Linked DNA regions of Mus musculus: regions 2 and 3 are each linked to region 1. The links are chromatin contacts, called in public HiChIP or PLAC-seq maps. All regions are on one chromosome and are shown on one strand. Each heading gives the region's core, a stretch centred on a gene start, on an enhancer-like site or on the middle of the called end of the contact. The rest is flanking DNA. Distances are from core to core; before and after follow the strand shown. Region 1 holds the start of Rnf13 (ring finger protein 13). Region 2 has its middle 17 kb from the start of Eif2a. Region 3 overlaps Siah2 (siah E3 ubiquitin protein ligase 2).

Evidence for each region. HiChIP or PLAC-seq counts read pairs in DNA pulled down with a chosen protein or histone mark.
Region 2: an H3K4me3 HiChIP or PLAC-seq map of bone marrow-derived macrophages shows a contact between it and region 1, with 4 times the contacts expected there. The contact joins the enhancer-like site here to the promoter of Rnf13 in region 1. A contact is called at or near these places in 1 of 39 promoter capture datasets (hippocampal neurons) and 8 of 115 datasets of contacts at active chromatin or transcription factors (astrocytes, bone marrow-derived macrophages, embryonic stem cells and 5 more).
Region 3: a contact with region 1 is called in an H3K4me3 HiChIP or PLAC-seq map of the 230-238 cell line, with 4 times the contacts expected there. The contact joins the enhancer-like site here to the promoter of Rnf13 in region 1. A contact is called at or near these places in 3 of 39 promoter capture datasets (hippocampal neurons, liver and pre-B cells), 3 of 484 Hi-C or Micro-C datasets (CD4 T cells, CD8 T cells and regulatory T cells), 2 of 115 datasets of contacts at active chromatin or transcription factors (the 230-238 cell line and large pre-B cells) and 1 of 9 other capture datasets (liver).

The regions. Positions count from the first base shown.
Region 1 is chr3:57,734,502-57,739,006 of GRCm38.p6, forward strand. It overlaps Rnf13 (ring finger protein 13), which reads left to right and starts at 1,556. Exons shown (of 10, transcript NM_001113413.3): 1 at 1,556-1,699.
Region 2 is chr3:58,506,495-58,510,670 of GRCm38.p6, forward strand. No RefSeq gene overlaps it. Among named protein-coding and RNA genes, the nearest start is that of Eif2a, 17 kb to the right of the region's middle. Within about 2 kb of position 1,962, at least 67 of the 459 cell types and tissues checked have an H3K27ac peak or open chromatin away from gene starts, as enhancers often do. A contact at or near this core is called in bone marrow-derived macrophages and pro-B cells, where this site is marked.
Region 3 is chr3:58,671,504-58,675,628 of GRCm38.p6, forward strand. Siah2 (siah E3 ubiquitin protein ligase 2) reads right to left here. Exons shown (of 2, transcript NM_009174.3): 2 at 3,446-4,125. Among named protein-coding and RNA genes, the nearest start is that of Siah2, 19 kb to the right of the region's middle. Within about 2 kb of position 1,423, at least 79 of the 459 cell types and tissues checked have an H3K27ac peak or open chromatin away from gene starts, as enhancers often do. A contact at or near this core is called in the 230-238 cell line, pre-B cells and regulatory T cells, where this site is marked.

The DNA of each region.
Region 1 (4,505 bases), core at 306-2,805:
ATACAAGGGATATATATATATATATATATATATATATATATATATCACCATTAGTCTGCCCAAGTGCAACACAAATACATTACCTTGCTTATTTCTGAGAGAACTATATATTTACCATGGATTACAGAGCAGACTGAATACAGAAGCAAAATGTTCTCTTCTTAAGAGTTTCTATTTAAGGAATTAGCAACTGGCTTTATTTTTTGTCCTTAAAAAAACTTTTATATTATGGAAGAAATCTAATTTAATATAGAAAACCATTTTGAGAGAATTTAATTAAAGATGCATCAAAAGATATAGCACCTCTCTGTATAGTACTCTAGCCTTCATAACAATATTCCCAATCTCGACCTTCATGACTTTGTCAAAGCACAGTTATATAGTTGTGAATGTCTTCTTCCCAATACATGAAAAATACATTAACTATACAATTATGGGCTATGCAGCTGAAAATGTTTTTGATGGTCCTTATTATTCTAATCTGATTCTTTTTTGTTCCCTCCCTTTTCTGTAACCCAGAGTCTAGTGCTTGCTAGGCAAGTGCTCTGGGTGCTGACTGTGAACTCAATCTTCAATCCCTTACATTTGTTTTCTTAAATTGCTTGAGTGGTATTTAGAGTAGATTCTAGTTTAAAAGGCACAAGAAAAAAGAATAGGAAATCTTTCTATTCTTGTTCCCCACCTACTTAGGGCTCCTGAAGCAAACGAGGCTATAAACAACTTACATTCCTGTAATAACTCCCCCCACAACCAAAATCCAAACATGTTAATTAAATATTTGATGCCAGTATGGGCCTCAAAGATGCTTTATTAGGGCCAGTTCGATTAGGGCATGTCAGAATCTTTGCATCAAACCGCATTAAAAACAAAAGGCAGTAGTTTAGGAGCTGTTAATGTTGATGGCCCAATAGGTCATTTCAATCCAAGAACTCTGCTTTTTCAGACTAGGGGGTGAAAAAGTATGAGAACTCAAGGGATGAGATTTTCGTTCCTCAAAAGGTGACATGGTTTTTGAAAGGCTGTTTTGAGGACTGAATCGCGTGGTTGGACTTTGGCTAGTCAAGCAGTGAGCTGATCAGCCCGGCTCCCTGCCAGGCCTCGTGGTTCTTGCATAAACCTCGGGCGGTTAGTTCTAACCCGACCTGGATTCCAGCGCAAGGCGTCACCCGGAGTTCCCCGCCCTCATCGGCCCTCTCCCGGGAGGGTGCAAGACACTTCGCGGCTCTTCGGCCTCGGATCGCTGCGGGCCACTCAGACACACAGCCTTCGCTAGGGCCTCACTCTGCAAGCCAATCATCTGCGGATCAGGCTGGGGCAGTCCAGGGTGGCTTCTCCACCGCACCCAGGGCTTCCAAAAGCCGTCCCTCCCTCATCTTCCCCGTTCCTAATAGGGATGATGTATCACGCGGTTCAGAACGACACTCAAAAACTGGGCAATTCTCCCAACCCAGCAGAGGCAGGCTGCGCGACTCCGCGAGAGGGGCGGGGCCGTGACGGGCAACATCACAGCCCAATAATATTTCTTTACCTCCGAGTATGGGCCAATGAGGCATGGGAGGCGGGACTTCCGCTTGCCCGCTGTTGTGGTCCCTTCTCCGACTTGCTTGGGTAGGGGCTCAGTGCGGATACTCAGTCATGAAGTCCGGGTAGCGACTTCTCTTGGGTGGCCGTGAGCCTAGGTTCCGGGGGCGGACTTCAGGTAAGAACCAGCGTGGCTCCGCAGCGGTAGGCGGGGGTTGTCGGGCCTGGCCGGGAGAACACACCCACTCCGGCCTGGGTGCGGTAGCCCGAGGTGGGGACGGTCGGGCTCCTCTGCTACGTGCAGTGACAGCACAGGCCCGTGCGGGAGAGGAGTCCTTAGCATCCCATCCTGCGGGCTGGTAGATCTGAAGTTGTCGGGCTATGGATTTTGCTTCCCACGGCCCCTTCCAGAGGTCCCCGTGGCCTGGAAAGATACTTGGAAGACTTCTCTAGTCCAGGACTTGCCTCTTAAGTCCTCGGCGAAAATACTCTCGGGCTGTTTTGTCTTTAAAAAGAAGAAGAAGAAAATCTCATCGCTTGCTTCCTTCCTTTTCTCACCCACTCCCCTTTCCTTCCGTAAAAGCTCAGCTCACAGGCTTGGACGTGACCTTGCTAGGGCCACATACTGCCTTTTTTTTTTTTTTTCCTACCCAATGTTGGAAGTCCGAACTTTTTTGCAAGGACGCTTATTGAATTGATCTGCCCCTGAGAGGGAAACAACTTTGCTGCATGTTCTCTGCTTGCTTATGGTCAATTGCCCTATTTTCTTCTAATCTGGCAGTAGTTAATTTCCATAACTCCCATTTTAATCTTCAATTTCAGCACCGTGGGCAGCTGCTATAGGCTGATGTCTGCCCCAAACCTGCCTGGATTATACTGTTTTCTACCAGTGATGCAGCAGTTCCAGTGGAAACTGCGTTCCTTTCAGCAGTGCCCAGAAGACAGCTGCACTTTCTGATACAATACAGTAAAGTGGCCGTGCCTCCCAAGAGCCAGTAGAGACAGGCTATTTAAAGATTTAGGGAAGAACTTTTGAGAGTTTAATTGGCCACAGGGTCATTGTTTATTTATTTGAGACATGGTCCTTACATGTAGCCCAGTCTGATCTCAGACTTCCATTCTTTTGCCTCAGCTTACTCAGTACTGGAATTACTAGCCATCAAGCCTTGTTTAAAGACAGTTTTTAATGGGTCAAAAAGAATTCATTTCAGAGGACTGTGGTCTTTAAATAGGAGTTGAGTGTGGAGGGCCACAGGGATTCATTAATAGACTTTTTTCTTCTTTTTATAATCTATGGCCATAGAGTTAATTTCAGGTATAGTTTTTTTTTTGTTTTTGTTTTTGTTTTTATGCGGGTCAAGAGGAAGATATAAAGTGTAATATTGTAGAATCAGGCAAAAAGCAAAGCAAAGCAAAACAAAAAACTGTTTCCAAAGAGTTTCAAATTTGGGAATCAGACTAGACTTACCCTCCAGTGTTGGGTGACATCAGTAAATATGGAAAGGGCTAGTGAGATGTTTGGTGAGTAGTAGAGCTGGCCCTGCAGTTCTAATGGTCTGGATTAGATTTCCAGAACCCACATAGAGGAAGAAGGGGAGAACTGACTCCACAAAGCTGTCCTCGGCTCTCCACATGAACCTTGTGGTATATGTCTTACCTCCCAAGTCATACACACACAATAAGTGAGAAAGTTAAAAAAAATGAAAAAAGGGTGAAGTTGTGAAGATTAAATGAAATAAAATATGTCTGTATCATAGTTATGCTTCCTTGAATTGATTATATAGACTATAGTCTTTGTATAGGGAAAGTTAGTTGTCTTAGTCATATGTGTATGTTTTCCTCTGCCTTACCTGAAGTCAAAATGGTGTCTCGATGTGCAGTGGAAGTAATGTGAATAAAGTCCGTGCTTAGGGAAATGGAATATGGGAAGGTTTGGGGCTAACTACTCATTTATCCTTGTTATTTCTGTAAGGATTTTAGAGGAGCCTAGCTTCTTGCTAGCTTGCAGCTTACTTCCTTTGATGTTTCTGCATCTGAGGCTAACAGAGTTTATATCAGCTTTTGGGCACTAAGTTCAGCAAAGTGAGGGTAGAGTAGGTGTTTGCCTCTTGGGGTAGGTTTATAGAGTTGAGCAAGATACTTTATGTTTTGTAGTTTTTATTAAGACTGTGTATTAACTGGCTTGATAAAATCATATGACATACTTATGTCATGTTAGTATTAACTAAAAGTAGTTGGCTTTTAAAATAAAACATGGCTTTTAAAATAAAACATGACTTTGGACATTTTGAAGTTAGGAACTAATAATGTATAGCTGAAAGCAAAATGAGTAAGCCAAAGTAGTGATTTCCACTGTTTGACTTGTGGATGCTCACAGTCAGCTATTGGATGGATCACAGGGCTCCCAAAGGAGGAGCTAGAGAAAGTACCCAAGGAGCTAAAGGGATCTGCAACCCTATAGGTGGAACAACATTATGAACTAACCAGTACCCCGGAGCTCTTAACTCTAGCTGCATATGTATCAAAAGATGGCCTAGTCGGCCATCACTGGAAAGAGAGGCCCATTGGACACGCAAACTGTATATGCCCCAGTACAGGGGAACGCCAGGGCCAAAAAAATGGGAATGGGTGGGTAGGGAAGTTGGGGGAGGGTATAGGGGACTTTTGGGATAGCATTGGAAATGTAATTGAGGAAAATATGTAATAAAAAATATTTAAAAAAATGAGTAAGCCAAAGTAGTGATTTCCATTGTTTGACTTGTTATTAGTGTATCTTCGTGCTGCATACTGTGGTTTCCTGTGGCATCAAAAAGGGAAGGCAGTTAGAAACCACTGCTAGGTTTCTCAGAAGAAACAGGGTTAATAGACATATGAATTCACTTTAATAAAACACGTTGGTGAATAATGGTTCTAAAATCATATATTCTGTAGATAATTATTGAACAAATAAAACAGAGAACTAAGGTTTTTATGAAGATGTTGCA
Region 2 (4,176 bases), core at 712-3,211, 770 kb after region 1:
ATATATATATATTCACATATGTATTTGTATATATACATAATGTATGTTTATGTATAATACATATATTTATTTATATATATATTTATAAAGGGGAGGATTTACAAGTTTTGATCAAGCTAGTACAATAATCGCTGCTATGAATGGAAGGTCCTAGCATTCAGTAATTACACAGTCCAGGAGGCTAAATGTCTCAGCTAGTCTTCAGTATATGAGGGAGGTATGGCCCAGATTAGAGGTGGGTTTTCTTGGTTCCAAAGATCTGAATTAACGGTGTGTCTGCCTACCTCAAAGATCTGGATTAGATGCAGATCTTCCCACTTCAAATTAAGCAAAAATCTTTCACAGGGGTGCCACTACATTTTTGGGTTTTAGTTAATTCCAGATGTAGTTAGGTTGACAACCAAGAATAGCACACACATTGGACCTGACAGACGGTATTTAGGAACTTGGATATACCAAATAGAGAAGCAGAAATGTATTCAGAGGCATGGTTATGCATACCTTTAATTCCAGCACTCTGAAGGCAGAGAAAGTCATCTCTGTGAATTCAAGGTCAGCTTGGTATACATATCATTTTCCAGGTCATCCAGTGATACATAGTACAGTGAGACCTGTATGTGTGTATATAGATATATAAATACACATATATACATATATGTATACGCATATACACACACTTATATATATGATTTATATATATATAAATATAAATTATAGCTATATAATATGTAGATGACTTTTTAGGTTTTATTGTAATACATGTGACCCAAATGTCACTGAAATACCCATAGGTAGTTGAGTAAATCACGAAACATCCTGCTCATGTTATAATATAAAACCACCAGAGGTCTATCTGTGGTCTATCGGTGTGGCCAGTGTGGGCTGGTACCAGGATAAGCATGCTTTGCTTTTGTTTCCTCATCTGGATCTATTTTAGGTGAAAAGCAAATGGGGAAAAAAAAGAGGATCTGTGTAAGTCTACCATTTGTCTCTAAAATGGATAGTTATGTATTCAATCCATATCTGTTCTGTCTCACGAAGAGGGAATGAAAGAAAGTCTTGCTGACATTTCTCTAGAACCCTTTAGTCCCTCTGCAAGGTGACTACCCGGGAGAAGGAAGCACATACACTCAACATAGACTTGTACTTGGATGCTTGGAGTACCATTACTTCATGATAGCTGGAAGTAGAAACAACCCGATGTACATCAGCTGACGGTAGAAAAAAAACAAGAAACAGTGCTGATTCTAACTGTGAAATAAATGAACCTTGAAACAATTCTCCCAAGAAAAGTGGTCAGGCACAGAAGGCAACACATTGTATCATTCTCTTTCTATGAAAATGTCAAAATGAGCAAAAGAAAAAGTATATAAGTGGTTGCTAGGGACTGGGGGGGGGGGGCGAGTGGGGGCGTGGGGGGGTAGTAGTGGTGTGGCTAGAGAAGCAGCTAGCAGACACCTTATCTCATGTAGTAGAGGAACCCGGCACTGGCGCCTGGTGCTGCCACTTGTATCCAACATTGCACAGGTCAGAGAGAGTAGACAGGGAAATGAAATAAAAGCTACTCAAATTGGGAGTGAAAGAATCCAGGTTATGCTTATTTGTAAATGACATAATCTTATATGTGAAATAGAATCTACTAAAACAAACAAATTTACAAACAAGCTCAGCAAGGCTGTAGGAGGGAGACACAACACACCGTGTTTATCTACACACTGGTACCCAGCAGACAGATGCAAGAGACAAGCAATGATGCAGGGCACAGTGTACTTATCCGTACACTAGTTCAGAGCAGGCAGAAACCAAGAAAACTACTTACAATAAAGTTTAAGAGAATAAAGTGCTTCACAGCAAATTTCACCAAAGTGCAAACTCAGGAAAACTGCATTGTTGAAAGAATACCTCAATAAACTAAAAGAAAGGCCTTGTTTGTGGATTGGGAAACAATGTTGCAAAGATTGCAACACAGCCCAGATTGCTTTACAGAAGTCACAGTGTCCATGCTAGTTGGCTTCCTGGTAGAAGGTGGCAAAGCTGTTCTGAAAATTCATAGGGAAACGCGAGAGAACCAAAATAGCTCAAAACAACCTTGAAAAAGAGAACAAGGTTGCACGCCTTCTGTATACTTCCTGATTTCAAAACCTACCACAAAGCATAGCAATCAGGGCACGGTGGACTAAAAGACGCCCAGACATACAGATCATGGTTAGACATGTAAATCTAGAGACAAATCAATGGATAGGTTGTCAACTCATGTCCCGAAGGATTGCCAAGACAATTCAGTGTGGGAAAATATCATTTAACAAACTGTACTGGATAAACTAGATATTGACGCACAGAAGAATAAAAACAGACTCTTACCTCAAGCCATACACTGAAAATACTTAAGAGGAGCCTTAAAGGGAGAGCACATGAGCTATGAAAACTGTTTCTTTTTAAGATAAAGAAAAATAATCTCAACGCAAAATTTAAATGAAACAAATAGACCTTACTATGTATGAAGTCAGTACATAGCCATACAGAAATTTCAGGTGATTCAAACTTAAAAAGCATTTTAGACATTTTTATTTTATGTGTTTGGGTGTTTTGCCTGCATGTATATGTGCATCATGTGTCCATTGCACCAGAATCTGCTGGGACTAGAGTCACCGATGGTTGTAAACCACCACGTGGTTGCTGGAAACTGAACTCAGATCCTCTGGAAGGGCAGCCATTACTCTTAAGTGCTGAGCCATCTCAAATTTGGAGTGATTTAAAGGTAAGGACTCGACTTTATGTTCCTGAAAAGTGTTTCTCAGAGGTGACAAAAAATGTAAAAAGACTTAGATGCTAACTTTTCAGTAATAATAGTAACAAATTGGTATTGTTGTTATGAAACCATTATGTATTTAGTAGTTTCACTAAAGGGGCTATGAATCAAGATTTTCAATTGCATTTAGAAAAGAGAAACATGAAGAAACTAAGGACACACTGACACCTGTAATCTTAAATGTGATTTATATTGCCCAAGGTCAGGTCAATATTGACAAAAGCCTGACAGAAACCCAAGCTTCAAGGCATCTGAAAAGTCACTCGGCCTTGCTAGTGACAATAGTAGTGCACCGACCCAACACAGAGACTTACTAGCCAACTATGAGTGGGCAAATGTTAGCATCTGATAGAATAATATATGGGGATGCAGAGATGGCTCTGTGGTTAAGAGCACTTGCCATGCTTGCAAAGGAACCAGGTTCTGTCCTCAGACCCCACATGGTGGCTCACAACCATTTGTAGCTCTGGTTTCAGGTGACCCAACTCCCTCCGAGGGCACCAGGCACACCCATGGTGCATATGTGTATACATACATGTGTATACACATGCAGGCAACACCCTCACACACATACTATAAATAAACCTTTAAAATGTTAAATGTATTTTGATGAACTCTTGCTCGTTTAATTTTTTAAAAAAAAAAAAAGATGTGTGTGTGTGTTGGTAATATATGCTTCACATGTGGGACTGTTTATGGAGACCAGAGGAAGATACTGGATCCCTGAACTCGGGAGTTTCAGGCAGTTGTGAGTTGCCATGTGGGTTCTGGGAATAGGACTTTAGTTCTCTGCAACAACCGAAAAGTGTCCTTAACTGCCACTCCAACACTTATTATTATGCACTTAATTCCTAAGACATCCATTTCTGTAAAGAAGGAGAGTATAGTACAACCCACATACTGCAAATTACAGAATAAATGGAAAGAATTTCAGCATCCCTTGGAGGAGGCTTGACAGACACCTGGGGCATTCATGAAAATTACAGGGCATGGGCCAGGGGTTGGATCTATGGTATGCTCAGTGCCAGGCTGTATGTGTCTCCTCAGTACCAAAACATAGTGCTGCATAGGAAAATATACATTCATACTAGCTATTTGAAGATATGGGGGGTATGCATTGTTTATGTTATACATGTTTATGTGAAAGTACAAGAAGTATTAGCATCCCACACTGACTTCAGAAGACAAAGTGTGTTTGTATCCTTATTTATCAACCACATATCGATTTGTCTATCTATATGTCTGTCAGTCCTTCATATATCTATATAGCACTCGTGTACTCATCCTGCTATTTGATGGTGTTAAAAGCTGAACTCAGAACCTAGTCAGTGCTAAGAACATACTGGAACAATGAACTATTGCCCTAC
Region 3 (4,125 bases), core at 173-2,672, 940 kb after region 1:
TCCTGTAAGCGAAAGGAGGAGAGTGGAAAGTAGTATGGAGGGGAAGAAAAAGGAGCAAGAGATTAAAAATATGAAGTTTTTTTTTGCTTTTTTTTTTTTTTTTTAAAGAGGGGCTGGAGAGACAGCTCCTGGGGTAGAAGCACTGGCCACCAAAGCTTAGTGACTTTAATTCAATCCCCAAGATCCAGAACTCCCAGCTGGCCTCAGGTTCAAAGCCCTCAAGTTCAAGGGTTATTCTCAGTTGAGATCTGTTCCCAGATGGCCAGCTTTCCCCCACCCCTTCCCAGTGTAAGGCAGTCTCAGGCTGCTTGCACCTTGCATGTTGTCAGTGTCTGGCCCCCTGCCTTCTCCAGCTGCCTCAGTCAGGGGCTGTCCCAGGACAAACTGAAGCTCTCCAACTTCAAGGTTCCAGTCTTTGGCCCCCTGGGTAGCTCGGTTCTCAAGAACAGCTTTTCTCAAGACTCCCACACTCATCGCACAGCATGAGATCTCTTTCCCTGACCAGTTGAGAACCAGCCCTTCCAAAACTTGCAATTGGCTTCTAGAATGACTAGGGGCATGGGCACGGGGGCGTGGGCCTGTCTGGAGTGTTGTACTCACAGGCCAGCTTTCATCCGGCTTAGCTCTTGGAAGTGGCTCCTGCCCACTTCCACTCCCCACCCCACCCCAGACCCAAGGGGAATTACAGCCGTTTCACTTCCTTCTCAGTGTCATGGTCCCCCACCCCACCCCTTACACATTTCTGGTATCCTTTACTTCCTTTTTGAATTTTGGAAGCCCTTTCTCTATTTCTCTCTCTGCAGTTGTCTGTTTGTATTCTGACTGTCTCCTTCCCTGGCTCACAGGGCCTTCACTCAGCCTTACTTGGAAGCTCTAATCTTTGACATTGCAGGAAGCCCTGCACATTTATATTCATTCATTCATTCATTCATTCATTCATTCTTAAATTGGTAACAGCGATGGCGTTGGTGTCCACAGACTCCATGTTCTTTTTGTCATTTGGAGACTTTAAGGCAAATGAACAGTATTCATTGAAAGTACATTTTAAGCCTCAAGTGAGTAGCAGGTGGTTTGTTTTAAAGATTGTGACAATGGGTGGCTTCATGGTTCAAGCAGGGGTCAAGGCCAGACTCTATGAGTGGAGGACTACAAAGCAAAGCTGGTCTCTGTGCCCAGGTCGCACCTGCAGCTCTGACTCAGCTGAAATGTGATCCACCAGTCACAGACATCCCTGGCATCCCAGAGTCACTTCCTGCAGAGGCTGCCTGCATGGTCTGTCTGCTTTAGCTCAAGTTGAATGTCCTCTCACAGAAGTTAGCACTAGATACAACATTCAGAAAACAGTCCTTCTAATGTTGCTAGTTAGGAATTGTAGCCTTGGGGCTGATTTAGGGTCACAGTGCTGGCCCCATGGCAAGTTCCAAGAACCTTAATGGCATTAGTACAGAGATGATTCCCTCCAGTGATATTCTGGGCATGCGTAAGGGAGTTGTGTGGTACTCATATAACCCTGGCCGCTTTTAGTAGGGATGTAACTGCTGGAACCCGAGGTTGTATCTGAGAATCCAAGATGGCTGTTGCCCTCAGGGACCTCTCTCAAGTTTTCTGTCATTCCTGCTGCACCTAGCTTCTAAAACCATGTTTCAGAGACACAGACCAAATCCTCCCCAGCAATGATGATGATGGTGTCAGTGGGGAGCTCCAGATCTCAGATTTCGTTTATTTAAAAAAAAAAAGACAGAATATTTTCTTCTCTTGTCCTTTTGAGAACCATTGCATAAATGTATCAGAGCGCCACACAACACAGGCTGAATCCACCACTGCCCAATCAGCCATGTTTTAATCACCGGCAAAGGACAAAGGAGAAGAAATCTTACATTTTTTAAAAATATGGCAAATAGATCACATGCTGACTTCTTGACAATTATTGGTTATTCTGTTTGTTAAGAGCCAGTTCTGACTTACATCTTTCTCACTTCCTCTTGCATTCCTATTATAATCTGTGGATTCTCAGCCAGCCTTTTTTTTTTTTTTTTCTTCTTTCTCTGTTAGAAAATATAATTTCTGGAACGCCAGCGAGTAGACAGGTCATGGTTGGTGATCTCATCAGATTGTGGGGCCTTCTAACTGGAAGAGCGCAGTTGTCCACAGGTTTATTAACCTTCATTAAATCCTATCCTGAGGGGCATGGGGAATTAGCACGCCTGAACTCCAGGACCCACGTCGCTGGCCACTATGGTGGCTACCCCTCCTCACCCACTTTGCATTTAACATGCTGTTTCTCCATCTCCTCCTTTCAGGCCTTGCTCATAGCTTTTTCTTTCCTGCACTGTTGGCCACAGAGTCCCGATTTCAGTAGTAACATGAAGGGTTATATAGGAAGCAACTGCTGACAGGCTCAGCTTTTTTATACTCACACTGCCTGGGTATCATGGGAGGAGATGGGCCCCTACCTGCTCCTGGAAGCTGGCTTACCTCTGCCAGTGGGAGATGTGATGTACTTAGTGCCAACAGCGGTTTTTCTTCACTTCCAAAATATATCATTATCTACTTTTGTACAGATCTTTTTACTCTTCATTTGAAGAATAGCCTATAATTTACCTTAGCAACGGTTTTACTTAAGGTTTCTATTACTTTGATAGAACACCATATACACAAGCACCTTGAGGAGTAAAGGGCTTATTTTTCTTATGCTTCCATATCAGAGTCCATAACTGATGGATTTCAAGGCAGGAATTGAAGCATGGCAGAAACCTGAAGACAAGGAGGGGCTAAGAGGCCATGGAGAAGTTCTGCTTATTGGCGTGTTCAGCCCTCAGGACCACCAGCCCAGGGGTGGAACTGTCCATAGCGAGCTGGATACTCCCACATCAACCTTAATAAAATTACCACAGGCAAATTTGGTGGGTGTCAAGTTGGCATAAAACCAGCCAACTTCCTTACCTGCCAGAACTCTGTGATTAAAGCTTAACATGTGTCTCTCTTAGAAAACATGGACAGCTCCGGAGCCATCACTCCCAACTGCTCTTCTGTTAGCTTAATCACCTCACTGAGGAGACGCTGAATTCTGGAACAAAGTTCAGGGCTAATGTGAATTGTTTTGGGACACTGGGCTTGGAAGGAGAGAGCGTGCACCATGGTTGGCCTCATCATTTCTGGCCCCAACACTAACCATGCCTCCTCTTTGTAATTTTGGAAAATGGGAGTTGTGTGTTTTCTCACAGCTGGCAGTCAGACAGCAAACAATCCTGGAGATGAGACCCACATCACTAGTGACAACGCATAACACTGACTGGGTTTAGACCTATGGGCTGCTGTCCCCAACCTTGGACCAGCGGCTTTGCTGGATGTACTAGCTCTAGAGGTAGTGGTGGAGACTTCTGCATCTGTCCACAGTAGATGTGCAATAGATACATACGATTCAAGCAGAAAATGAAGCATGACATTCATTTATTGAAAAAATTTTATTAAAAAATTAAAGTGTGTGTGTATGTGTGTGCGCGTATGTAAAGATAAAAACAAAAACAACAAAAACTAAACCCACACAACTGACACATGCTTTTAAAATGGCAAGCATGTGACACTGGTTATCAAGTTCTCCCAAGCACTGATCTAGTCTCTCACATCAGTTACAGTCAAGGAGGGCTTCCAAGGGAAGCCATATGTAAACAAGTCATCCGTACTATGGTGAGCAACAACTAACTGTGAGAACTCTCAACTCACTGAGCGCCTGAAAGCAGGCCAACCCCAGGGGTTGCATCCCCATGGATTTAGAGTTCTGGTCTCCATGTGGTGTGTGCAGAGGCTGAGGACGGACAGTAGAGACCAACAGTGTCAGCAGAGGACGCCTTAAAGCACCTTTAGATCCTGGACCCTTGCCCACAATTCAAGCCAGTAATCCTCAAACTCTGAGATGAGGAGGTTGCTCAACTCTGTTGATTCTCTAGCTCTGTGTTGGAGATGAGTACTACAGGTGATTCTGTGTAAATACCCAGCCTGAAAGGTATTAAAGCAACTGCTACCTCCTAGAAATAACGGGACTCTCAGGAAAGTCACTGTGCTTTTGTTGGCTCAGGATGAGGCAGGGGGAGGCAGCCCTGAGCGATCTGTCAAGAGCTGTTCAGG